2 separate regions of the Mus musculus genome follow, and region 1 is linked to region 2. Evidence: chromatin contacts called from public Hi-C data. All regions are on one chromosome and are shown on one strand. Each heading gives the region's core, a stretch centred on a gene start, on an enhancer-like site or on the middle of the called end of the contact. The rest is flanking DNA. Distances are from core to core; before and after follow the strand shown.

What was found. A called contact is a pair of places that touch in the nucleus more often than the background predicts.
Region 1: a contact with region 2 is called in a Hi-C map of cortical neurons, with 2.0 times the contacts expected there. The contact joins two enhancer-like sites. A contact is called at or near these places in 2 of 484 Hi-C or Micro-C datasets (bone marrow-derived macrophages and cortical neurons) and 3 of 115 datasets of contacts at active chromatin or transcription factors (astrocytes, differentiating embryonic stem cells and embryonic stem cells).

What each region holds. Positions count from the first base shown.
Region 1 is chr7:83,198,756-83,204,902 of GRCm38.p6, forward strand. No RefSeq gene overlaps it. Among named protein-coding and RNA genes, the nearest start is that of A530021J07Rik, 53 kb to the left of the region's middle. Within about 2 kb of position 3,111, at least 71 of the 459 cell types and tissues checked have an H3K27ac peak or open chromatin away from gene starts, as enhancers often do. A contact at or near this core is called in cortical neurons, where this site is marked.
Region 2 is chr7:82,919,890-82,926,580 of GRCm38.p6, forward strand. No RefSeq gene overlaps it. Among named protein-coding and RNA genes, the nearest start is that of Gm45992, 22 kb to the right of the region's middle. Within about 2 kb of position 3,877, at least 37 of the 459 cell types and tissues checked have an H3K27ac peak or open chromatin away from gene starts, as enhancers often do. A contact at or near this core is called in cortical neurons, where this site is marked.

The DNA.
Region 1 (6,147 bases), core at 1,861-4,360, 280 kb after region 2:
GCCATAGTTAACCTGATAGCTGGAGATGAGGTGTAAGGCAGCTTTGAGGGTGCCAGTCTGCCATCTTCTCAGATTTCTGGCTCTCTGAATCAGGCACATTAAAGATTCCAAACAAAACAAAATAACAACAAAAAGAAACGACAGGAAAAAAAGAAAAGATCAAAGCAAAGAATAATAAAAAAACCAAAAAACTCCAAAGCCCCAAACCAGCCACAACTTCGCAACCAAGTCAAGAGCAAACCTACAGCATGGTACATTTTATTGTGCATCTTGTATAACTTTCCCTAGGAAATTTTAAACACTTGTACAATGAGCTAATTAAAGATTTTAAACACAGGTGCTGTAGTTTAAAAGTGAAATGTCTCACACAGGCTCATGTGTTTGAATACTTGGTCCCTAGTTGGTGACACCATTTTGGAAATCTATGGAACCTTTAGGAGGTGCAATCCTGCTGGAGGGTACATGTCACTGTCAGGGTGGGTCTTTTGGTTTTATAGCCCCATCCTATTTTCCGTCTATTCTGTGCTTCCTGGTTGCAGAAAAAAAAAACATGGCCAGTCTCCTCACGTTCCTGTAGCCAGCACTTCCTACCCTGTGAACTATACTCACAAGCGATGAGATAAAACAAGCCTCTTTTCCCTAATGTTGCTTCCGGCTACATATTTAGTCACAGCAAACAGAAAAGTATTGAATGCCCTAAAACCTACCACTTCTTGGCTGACTCCTAATATCCAGTAAATCTAATGTAAGGCTGATTTTTCTTGCATTGTAAAACATGCATTATAATAATAACACTCACTGCTTAGCGGGAGAGGATTATCTGTTAGTGTAATTGTTTCCTGCAATGGAAATCTGACTGCCTTGCATGCTAGGTTTAAGGTCTGCATAGCATAACTATGGTTTCTCACAGGGATCCCAAAACTTGGTCTCCCATCTCAGGTAGATTTGTCCCTGCAGTAAGATGTTCCTTCTGGCCTTGGGTCTCACTCCTGTATGTGTCTCAGCCTGAGACCCCTCCCAGATTTTGTCCTGGAATGGGTCCCTATATATTATTTAGTTGACTTGTTTTAAAAGTCCAGGATACTGCTAGTATGCATAGATGTGTGACTATGGCTGTAGATCCCCCTATTTGTGCGATAGTCTTGGAAATACCAGGTTTCCCCAAAATAGTAGAAGTATCACCCTCATTACCCACCTCTCATGCTGGTTTAGAAAGGAGAGTGTCTCCCAGCTATACATCAGGAATTCCTGAAAGGTGGGCTCAGGGGCATAATGAAATGTATGTTCTTAATTAATTAATCACTTACCTCGCTCCTGCTTCCTGTTAGATGGAGGGATGCCGGCCTTTGAGCCCAAGGTGGATCCTCTGAGTTGCCTGCTCTGAAGAAGTAGTAGTTTGCAGGCATCAGTTGGGAAAGAAAACTCTAGTAAGGATCATTTGTCTGCCCCTGCCTTGTTCTAGTGTTCACCTCATCTTTACTGGTTAACTAGAACTCTGTCATCACAGCCCAAAACAAATCCCAGATGACTTCCTCGACAGAATTTAGGCTCTCGGTTCTGGAAGTAGATGCCTTCAGAGGGGTGCAAGAAGTAATCTGCTTTGTGCATGTCTCCTGGATTCAAAGACCTTGTTGGCAAAACTCTGACCTTTGCCTTGACATCTGTTTGGGTGGAAATCTGGGTTTAAGTTTCTTCTCTAGATAAAAACAGCAGCCTCATGGGGTTGGAGGCTCAACCTACTCAGTATGATTAGGTGTAAACTGGGATATCTCATTGATCCTGATGGCAGCATTCAGCCTTACACTTTAACATATGATTTCTTGGGGCAGGGGGCAGGGATACACAGTTCTACAAAACTAACAAGAAAGAGGCCAGTGTTTAGCTTCACCGATATCTTTAAAGGAGTGCTATACCTTTAAGACTAGTGGTTACATGCAAAGCTGCTCAAACCACAGACGACAAATGAAAATGTGATCATATCTGTTAAATCCTAAGCCCCTACCCTCATATATTCTGTGCTCAGCTTAATTCCCCCTCAACCCCTCCAGTCTGATTTCTGTCCCAGACTTTAATTGCTAGGTTTATTTAATCTTTTGATTTCATTCACATGTGTGTGTGCACGTGCATGTGTGCCTGTGCATATGTGAACATGTACCTGTGCATAAGTGTGTGTGTGCATGTCTGTGTGTGTGTGTTTCTTGTGTGAGAGAGTATCATTCTGTACTCCAGACTGACCTGGAACTCATGGCACTTCTCTTGCCTTAGCCTTCTGAGTGCCGGGATTACAGGCATGAGCCACAATACCCAGGCACCAGTTTTAAAACACTCTTCCACTGAAGCCTCTGCAGTCCCAGTTTGGCGCCAGGTGGGTATTCTCATTTAATAAACATGAATTAGACTAAAATGGCTTTCGTGGATGCGATGTTTCATTGTTCAGATCTGATGGAAGTACAGCTGTAAGAACTTGGGGAGCTGCTTGTTTCCTGACTAGTGAATAGCATTTGGAATAATGACACTGTTGTGAGTCTACCTGGGACACGAAGAGCAAATCCCCAGCTTCCCCTCTGCATGCCCACCAGCTGCTCCTTCTTTGCTCTTCTTTTCAAGGGATGTGAGAAATGTTCACTCATTTCCTTTGTCCTGATGCAGGATTCTCAACCCTGGCACTGCTGACACTCTGGTCGGAAGAGCTCTTTGTTGTGGGTGAATGTGAAGCCTGTGCAGTGGAGACACTCCGCAGCATTGCTGCTCTCTGTCCTAGAGACATTAGTATGTTTCCAGGCATTGTCCCCGGCCAGGGATAGGGTTGGGGGGTGGGGGGGGGCAAAGTCACTCCCAGTCAAAAACCACTGTTAAAGTATGCAAAGTCACTTTGTAATTCTGCAATACCATGCGGGTGTGTAGCATTGATGCATGTATTACTTCCAGCAGCTGATTTCTGCAGAGATGGAAAAAAGGGCCGATTGCTTAAATAACTGACTTCAGAGCACAGTGCTCAGCTCCTTAGTCTGATGAGTTTAGATTAAACTGCCCTTGCCACAAGTTTGAAGCATGCTCAGATGGCAGAGGGTGTTTTACCCAAGTCGCCACTAGAGGACGTTTCTGCAGTTAGCAGAGCTGTTTCTGGGTAAAGAACACTGGCTGCAGCTTGTTTGCAGACAGTCCTTGTAAGACAATGCAAGAGCTTGCCTGCTTGCAAGGGAGGACCCCAGATCCATCCTACTGGGTGTTTATTTTATGCCAAACTCTATCCCCAGGGAGGTACTCTGCTCCCGAGGATGGGATGCCCATGTTTAAACAGCATGAAATACAGTGTGGATGCTCCCGCTCCACTTCCGTGGTCACAGGGGCTAAATAATCTCACTCACTCTGCCTGCCAACTGCAGGAGAGACTCAGTTAATGTAATTAAAGGAAGCGAGCGCTTGCCTCCTCCTTCCCAGTCTTATGTCTTGCTCTCTGTGCTCCATCAAGGAACAGCTTTAATGGTCGAGTGAAGGGCTCAGCCCAGTGCACCATGAACTGGAGATAATGTCTGGAGTCAGGTTAACTGAACTCTCCCGCCAGCAGAGTCCATGCCATCTGCCCATTTATTGACAGCCTTGTCAGCAAAAATCTGGAGTCTGAAGGTGGGCAGGCAGCCAGCATGCCTTCCACTGTCTCTCCAGCGTCTCGCTAGCAGATGTTGTGCTTCATGCCTGGAGCTGCTGTTGGCAAATCACTGCATGCTCATGTTATTTATCAGAGGGTGCAGGGAGGGCAGGAAGGGAGATGTGTTTTCCAGGAAGAAATTTGTATTCCCTTCCAGGTTTTCTGTAGATGTTAAAAAGGAGGAGAAGAAGAAGAAGAAAAAAACTACTGCTTGAAACTGACTTTGAAAAATGGGAATTAATCAGCTTATTGTTCAACACTGGAAAAACAAAATGGTTCCAAACCACACAGTTATTTGAGGAGCCAGTGCCCAAGTTCCATGGGTTATGTGGATTTGAACACTTGCATCTGCTCGTTATGATCTGCCTGGCCTTGGAGGGTGCTTTTTAATTGGACAGTCACACAAATACAAAGGAGTGGAGAGTGTTTCTTTTCAATATAGATAATACCACACTCACACTGAGTTCTTATCCCAAATGCCCAAAAAATCAGTCTGACTGTTTACCGAGTGAATAGAGATCTAGGTGCAGTTCTGTGACTAGACAATGCCTGCCTTCCTTTGACAAAGGAAATCTGTCTGGCTAGCTCTTTATAGTTTAAAGGAGGAAACAGGAAAAGAGGGACCTTTTAGAAGTGAAATTCAGCCTCTCTCCTAGTTTTGCATGTATGCCTTACAAGCCACTCTAAGTGAGTCCCTCTTGGAAAGCCTTGCAAAGGCTGCTTCATCCAAGGATGCTCTTGTAAAGCCCCCAGCTAGTGGTTCATTTGAGCTCTGTGTTCATCTAGTTATCCATGACAAAGAATGTCTTCTATCAGGAGATTGAAATGGGGTGGGAAGAAAAATTATTGGCCTCAAAAGACCGGGAGGGCCAGGGAGCCCTAGAGTGAGCACCCATAGTCCCTCACTGGGAGGATGGTGCTCCTTGTTTCTCTGTTGATAACTTATTCCCATGGTCATGAAAAGGGCAAAGTCTCGGCCCAGACATCAGAGAATTCACCAAGGAGAGGACTGAGGTTGTCCATGCAGATCCAGGAAACAGATTGGCACCTCCAAGGCATCAGAAACCCACTGTTAGGGATCCTGAATCTCGCCAGGGAAGGAGAAATGCTGGCAAGCTGCGCTCCACTGAGATGTTTCTCTGCACCACGCTGAGATACATCTCACTGGCTCCTAATGAAATGGTACCAAGCAGAAGGGAGACCATAAAAGCCCGAAGCAAGTGAACGCAAAGCACACCTGGTTGCAAGCCCCCCAAATTAACGTGGAATTGCCTTTCTCCTTGCAGGGAGCCCTACAGCCACAGCCCTGGGAATCACCACTTCTAGCACATGCATCGTGCCTTAGGATTTTAGCATTTCTGCCAGCCTCATTTTCCTACCCAGTGGAAGTCTTCCCACCTGGTCGGTGTCTAGGCTAGGCCATTCATTTTGGCACTCTGTACTAGGTCGGTGGCTTGGTTCTATGCCCATTCAGGCTGTGACATCTGAGAGTAGGCTGGAAACTCCATGTAAATGAAGCTGAGACAGAGGACTGAAAAGTGTGACCAGTTCAGCTGGTCTAGGGTGTTAATGAGAAGTAACAGTATGTGTGTGTGTGTGTGTGGGGGGGGTGTGTTACAAGATGAGTCCCTATGGCAGGTGGTATTATGCTCCTTTGCTTGATAAATGAGATCCTGGGCTCAGGGACAAAAGGGCACAAGAGGACAGTGCCCTGGATTTAAACCCAAACTGAGGCCCATGGGATGCCTGAGAGTGAGACCACGGGAAATGAACAGAAGGTCATGATTAATGAATACACCTGATCCCCCGGGGGCTGTTTGCAAAGAGCTCGCCTGGGTTTCTCTGCCAGGCAAGGCTGCACCTCCCCCATTCATGTCTTTTCATCAATTCAGCTCTCACGTAGCTGTAGCTCCCTCAGCCAAATAGGAGCAGAACTCCAAGAGGACTTACTTGCTGCAGATCCAAGGAAGAGACAAGAGCTGGCCTAGGAACAGGGTCAGGGTTAGCTTTGTCTTCCCTGGCCAGTGTGGGTGCTGGGGAAGAGATTCAGGGAGGGAGGCAAATGCAGCATCCACACCTGTCTTCTCCTTACCTTTCCCTCCAAGGAATTTGAGGACTGTGGTTTCTGCTGCCCACACCAGCCAGAGGCTTCTGCTTATGCGATCACAGGCTATCCCTGGTCATTGGTAGGATGCCCACTTCTGTCTGCAGGCTGCGATGCTCGAGGCAAAGGCCATTTGGAACCTATGCGCATCAGGGAGCAAGGCTCAGTGCTTTGTCCGTGCAGCATGAATACCAAGGAGGATCTTTTGGCCCAGCAAAGATGGCAAGAGGCAACTATGGCTGCTGGGGCTCTCTCTGCTACTGAGCCCAGTCGCTGGCCCTGCCTGCTGAGCTGACAGCTCTGGTAGGATCCTGTCTGCTCTGCCTCTGCCCTCTGCCTGCCTCCAAGGTTCCTTTGTACCTCTGCGGCTTCTAGCAGTTGTGCGGAGCCAGGT
Region 2 (6,691 bases), core at 2,627-5,126:
TATTACTGTTATGAATTGTAATGTAAATATCTGATATTCAGAATATCTTATGCATGATCTCCTGTGGGGGTCACAACCCACAGGTTGAGAACCACAGCTCTAGACCTTTCCTTATCCATCTCATACTGGGCTTGTCTTCTCTTGCCCAATGATTATACTTTTTACCATTTACTGTCAGGAAACCAGTGGGATTTGTATATATTTCTTCCATGAGTATTCTATTCATGGACAAAAACGTACCTTTTCCCTACCACATACATGGCACTGGTTAATGGACACAGTTGGGATCCACCACGACCCTGGGTTTCTGAAGTTTCTATCCATGGCAACCTGTGAGGGGTAATCTTGGTTGTTAAGTTGACTACATCAGGACTCAACTAAAACCCACGCATCTGGGCACGCCTGTGAGGGATTTTTCATAATCGGATTATTTGAGGTAGAAAGACCCTTCCTAAATCTGGTGGCAGCCCACATCAAAGAACAAGGAAGAAAGACACTTTTGCTTTTTGCCTGTTTATCCTCATTCTCTCTAGCAAGTTTGTCTATCCTGAAGCTGAGACACTCATTCCTTTGCTGGTATTAGAACCTACTTCTTTGTTATTCCAACATAGACTGAAGAGTAGCTGAAACATCTAGACTCAGGGATTGAACAACTACAGGGTTCTTGGTCTTTCTGTAAGGATATAGCCATGGTTGGACCCCTTGGACGATAGTTTTGAGTCACTCTAGTGAGTCCTCCTTTATGACACACAGTTCTCTTAGTTCTGTCCAGTAGAGAAGCCTGACTAATATACAAACTTATGGGTGCAGCAGACTCCTGACTAATCCATGGCCTATGTGTGCACTGAGGGAAACCATCTTACCATGAAAAATTTAACCCCGAGGCTCTGGCAGCTCCAAGTTTCACATAGAATTCCTAATGAAAACAGGCAATTGGCCGGCTGTGGTGGTGCATGCCGGTAGAATTTGCTGAAGGAGGCAGAGGCAGGAGGATCACGAGTTTGAGGTCAGCCTAGGCTACACATTTTTTTTTTTCATCCTCTGCTCCTCACCCTTTCCTCATCACACTTTTGGGGCTGGAGAGATGACTCAGTGGTTAAGAGCACTGACTGCTCTTCCAGAGGTCCTGAGTTCAAATCCCAACAACCACACGGTGGGTGGCTCACAACTATCTGTAATTGGATCTGATACCCTCTTCTGGTGTGTCGCAGGACAGCTACACTCTACTTACATATAATGAATAAATGGATCTTAAAAAAAAAGAAAATAGGCAAATTGGATGAATGACTTTAATATACAATTAAGGCTTAAAATTTCAATTCTGTCTGCAAACAGCCACATTGACCATTACTGGAGATGATTTGAATAAAAAGTTTTTCATGGTATGGGCCAGAACTTTTCATGTTTTAGCCAAAATATTTTAGTATATTTGTCAATCAGAAAATCCCCAAGAGAGACACTTTTATTTTATCTAAACACTTATATCCACATTACATTATAGCTTTGTTTCCTAAAGAAAAAAAAATCTGTTCACCACCTGCTCAAGAGGTGTACAACCTGGATTCTCAACGCTGTTGCTAAATAATGCACTAGGACTGCTCAGCATTTCCAGGGCCTCTCTGGGGACCATGGTCCCTTCAGTCATAAATCTGTTTTATTCCAAACAGATTATGCGGAATGTTTGCTTCCAGTGACAATTAACAGTTGGTTCACTTCGTTTATCCCTTCATACCAAACGGCGATGATCTTGAGGTAGATCCAGTCTCAGTGTGAAACTGAAGCACGAAGCACACCTGTTTTTGTGTATGTCTTACGAGAAGACAATTTGTAGACTAAAGGTTCTATTAGGAAAGTGGTGTGAGAGCTAAAGATTTGCTAACGGAGGTTTACAAATGCCACATTAAAGCTGCTAGAGTGTTCTGAGGATGCCTCAAGGAGGAGGCGGGGAATCGGAAGCTCATCAGTGTAAGGAAATGAACCCCGACAGGGGGACGAGCATAAGGACATATTTTACTCTACAGTGCACTGCTCTTCTAGGGAAAGGAATGTAGAATGAGCTCAGTACAATTCCTGTTGTTAGGAGTTGGTTGGGTAGGGATGGGGTGCTCAGCAGAGTCAGGGAAGTAAGAAAACAAGAAGCAGGAAGTGGGGTTAGAGCAGGTCCACAGGAAACCATGGCTGTTAACTGGCATTTATGGGAGTTGGGTTCCTTTCCTTTCACAGAGCCTGTGGGTCAGGGCTCTGTCTTCAAGATGATGTTTGCTACAAACAGTAAATTCTTGGAGCTGATGGGAGCTCTCCCAGGTGAGCACTTGAGGTCCTCAGAAGATGAGTCCTTGCGATGGTGGGAAGGGTTTGTATTTGCTGAAGTCTGCACAGGCCGGAAGGCATTTGGGAGGAATATGACTGGAATTCACAGTGACAAATCTGGTGACAGATTGGGTTCTGTCAGTCATAACTGGGTGGAGCAAAGCTAGGGATCTATAGTCATAATCAGGAGATGGGGACACATGGCCCTGAGACTGTCCCTCTGGTCTTTTCTTACTTCTCCAGCAGAGCAGGGCATCTCCACAAGCCTCAGTTTACCTTTCCTTATTTTAGTTCCTGGTCACTTCTGATGAGAAAAACAGGACAGTAAAATGGTGTAACTTAGGGTAAATTCGTTGTTCTTTCCTACAGGATGTTCCAAAATTAGAACTGGTAGAGATGAGATTTATATCTCAGGTGTAGATACTTTGATTCGGATTAAACTGCATCTGAATGAGTAATTCTAGTTCTCTGGTGACATTTCAGAGGAAGGTCCCCAAATTCTTTCTCCTGCCCATACTCACAGAGTGGGCTACTGTACCTTGTCAGTGACTGAGTCACAGGTACGTACTGGCCACCACCTTCCTCCTCCAAATCCCACCCACACCCCCATTTTGCCTTGGATGGAGGAGACATCTTAATGTACCTCATAATCAGTGTAGAACCCAGTGTACTATCCTGCACATAGTGGGTGCTTCATTTCTTATTTGCAAAACTAGTTACAAGGAACTCAAAAGTCTTTCCATTTGAGAAATGTTTATACACTGGAAATTATTCCTCAGGGACAATATTTCTCATTACTACAAGCAGATATTTGAACAAAACTATCTTAATGTAAAAGTGGATATTTTTGAGAATAAAAAAAGTGAACCATGGACAATAAATGGCAAATTGTTGAGTTTCGTCGGTGAAAGGCTTCCTTTTATTCTGATGTTCTTGGTTCGTAGGAGGGGGTGCTGTGAGGTTGTTGCTACTTGGCTGTTTTTGATGCCTGAATGTAACTGAAAATTAGTTCACTGTTCTCATGGATTTATCTGTCCAATTACTTCTCTCTAAAAACCTCTAAAATGTAGACATTCAACAGAATCCATAGACTGCTTACTCCATAAAAATACAGTTCAGGGTTTGATTCTTTGCATTCATTCACATGGCTCTTAAGAACCCTCTGTGACTGCAGTTCCAGGAGATCCAACAGTCTCTTCCGGCCTCTGTAGGCACCAGGCCCACATGTGGTGCTCAGAGATACATGCTGCACACACACACACACACACACACACAGAGTCTTAAAGTACCTCCAGCTACTCTGTAATACTGTATTAGGGTAGAAATGGATTATTCTCAGTTTTTATCTGTAGTATGTCTTTAGGATGATTTGAGATATAAATTTGACATAAGTAAAAATAGATTTTGATTTTTTCAGTCCATTTATTAGAACGACTTCCGTCCATGTTGATGACGGAGACACTTTAATGGAAACCAGGTTGGCAGATGTGTTCCACATGCTCGGCATATGTGGACAGTGAGCATGCTTTTCCGATGTGATTTGAGGCTGTGGTACCAGACTTCAGAGAACAATGCATCACTCATCGCCATCGCCCTTCCCACTGAGCAGCATCTCTGGAGCTTTTCCTTGGGCTCAGGCTGTCTTGGCTGCTTCAGAATTTTGGTGAGCAGATTGAGCGATAATTTTAGGCTTCTAAAATCAGTCTGTGTCCCCTCAGTCACATGATGTCATAAGCAGCTGGTGTTGCCTTGGCAACTTTACAGAATAAAAGTGCTGCTTTTGGTAAAACTTTTGAGTCATGTGACCTAGCTCTGTCGCTGGGGGAGGCGACATAAAATTATTACTTACATACTTCTCCACCAAAACAAACCCAGATCTGCAGAAGAGAGAAACAAACCGGAACTCCAAGTCCTATGTGAATTAATTACCAGCCTGCCATCTTCTGAAAGCCAAGTTTGTTTAACTTTGTAATTTCAACATGTCCTGCTATCTGCATTAGCTTCAGACTTGTTTTCTTTGCCTCCAGGCATCTCATGATCTGAGAAAATGCTTCTATATCTGAGAAGTCAGTGAGGCCTGGGATGGAGTGAGAAATCCAGTCTGCTGCTCGGTTCTCCCTGGTTCTCTGTGGGTCCTCGCTGCAGAGCTGACTATTGCCTCTAGTTTGCTGTATGTTTTGAGAGGGTCTGGCCTATCTTCTGGCTAGAAAAGAATTTTTTTTATTGGGTATTTATTTCATTTATATTTCCAATGCTATCCCAAAAGTACCCCACATGCTCCCCCACCCACTCCCCCACCCACTCACTCCCACTTCTTGGCCCTGGCGTTCCCCTGTACTGAGGCAGATAAAGTTTGCATGACCAATGGGCCTTTCTTTCCACTGATGGCTGACTAGGCCATCTTCTGACTCATATGCAGCTAGAGACACGAGTTCCGGGGGGTACTGGTTAGTTCATATTGTTGTTCCACCTATAGGATTGCAGATCCCTTCAGCTCCTTGGGTACTTTCTCTAGCTCCTCCACTGGGGGCCTTGTGATCCATCCAATAGCTGACTGTGAGCATCCACTTCTGTGTTTGCCAGACCCTGGCATAGTCTCACAAGAGACAGCCATATCTGGGTCCTTTCAGCAATCTTACCGAAGCGGGTTGGGAAGTAGTCACAAGACCACTTACCCAACTGACAGAGCTCTCAGCAGTGAAGCTATAACAATAAATACAAAGGGAGAATAAGCTGTCCTTAGGCTGTAACCAAGAGAATCAAACGAACACTGGTGAACTCACAGATGATGGAATGAGTAAACTAAATGGAAAAGATTAGACAAATTTCCAGTAATTCCAAATAGTTTTGGTGCGTGCTTCACCTTTGAGGAGGTGGACCACAGCTTCCCATCAAACACCTATGAGCTATAGGGGTTACTGCCCCCCAGAGACTAGGGTATGGATACAGGAGGCAAAGCAAGAAAAGGAAGCTGACAAAGGTTATTGTGGACACTGTTGTGCCACCTTGCTAGACATCAGAACCCGATAAAATGGGACAAAAAAATTGCCACCATTTCTATGACTTTACTCAAAACTCTCTCACTACAGTGTAATAATGAGCATTTTGCAGAAATCCAAATTAAAAGCTATTCTGCAAAAATAGTCATTGTGTGACTTTTCTTGGGGAGATGCGAACAAACAGCTTACTCATGCTAGATAAAGACTGACCATGGAAAGACAACTGGTCCCAAGTGTAAGTTGGTGGGTTACTGGCTTGTTTGTAGGAAAGTGGCTGAAGGGTTCCTTAAAGAGGTACAGCAACTCAAAGGCAGCTAAGCCACCCAGAGCCCCCCTCAGCATGGGTGAGGACTCAGCTGCGTCCACGGAGCTTCCCACACAGCTTGAAGGCAGTTCCACCGAAGACTCTGCTGTCTCTCAGAAATTGCCTACTGATAGTAGCATTTGGAAGGAGGAAGTCCTGTAAGTTTCATGAGTTTCCTGAGTCTGGAAACCTCCATACTTCACTCAGGGAATATTTCACTTTAGAGGAAAAGACAGAAACAGCTGGTGACAAATCCTAAGAGAGAGGTTAGGGTTGTGGGTATAGGTGACTGATGTTTCTCAAATTGTTGGAACCATTAAAACCAAACCAAACCAAACAAAAATCAACGAAGAAAAACCCCAAAAGGCTGACATCATAAAGGGCTTATTTACTGTTGAGGTCTATTCCTTTCACACCTAATTTATTAAGAGTTTTTTTATAATGGAAGTGTGCTGATGTGTCAGATGCTTTTTGTGCATCTCTTGAGGGGGCAATGTGGCTGTCATCCCTTCCTTTGGTCAGTGTGGCACATTGTATTTCCTGACTTCTGCCTGTCTGTTCATTCTCACGCCTTACGCGTGGTTATAGTGCACGATGCATTTACTCTAATAGTAGATTCCGTGTGCTAGAATTTCCTTGATGGCTTTGACTCTCGGATTTACGTTCATTAGGGATGTGGCTCTGCAACTTTCTTTTATTGTCCTTACCCAGCCTTGCAAAATGAGTGCAGCCATAGCCCACCTTCTTCAGTTTGTGGAAGCCATGAGAAGGTTTTGTGGTTATTATTATTCATGCGCTATGTAAAATTCTTTCCATGGGACCCAGGCTTCTTGTATTTCCTTTCAGTCTCCTCAGGACCCTTTTCATTTATTCTATTAAAATGATTGTAGAGCCAGGAAGGTACATCTTCTTCACATTCTTTCTCAGTTTACATTTACGTTTATTTTTAGTTGTGTGCACATGTGTGTGTGTGTGTGTGCATGTGAGTGTAGGCACCTTTAGAGGCCCTCAGATGCTCTGGAGATGGACTTACAGGAGGTTCTGAGTTGCTCTGTGCGGGTGCTGGAAACTGAGCTCC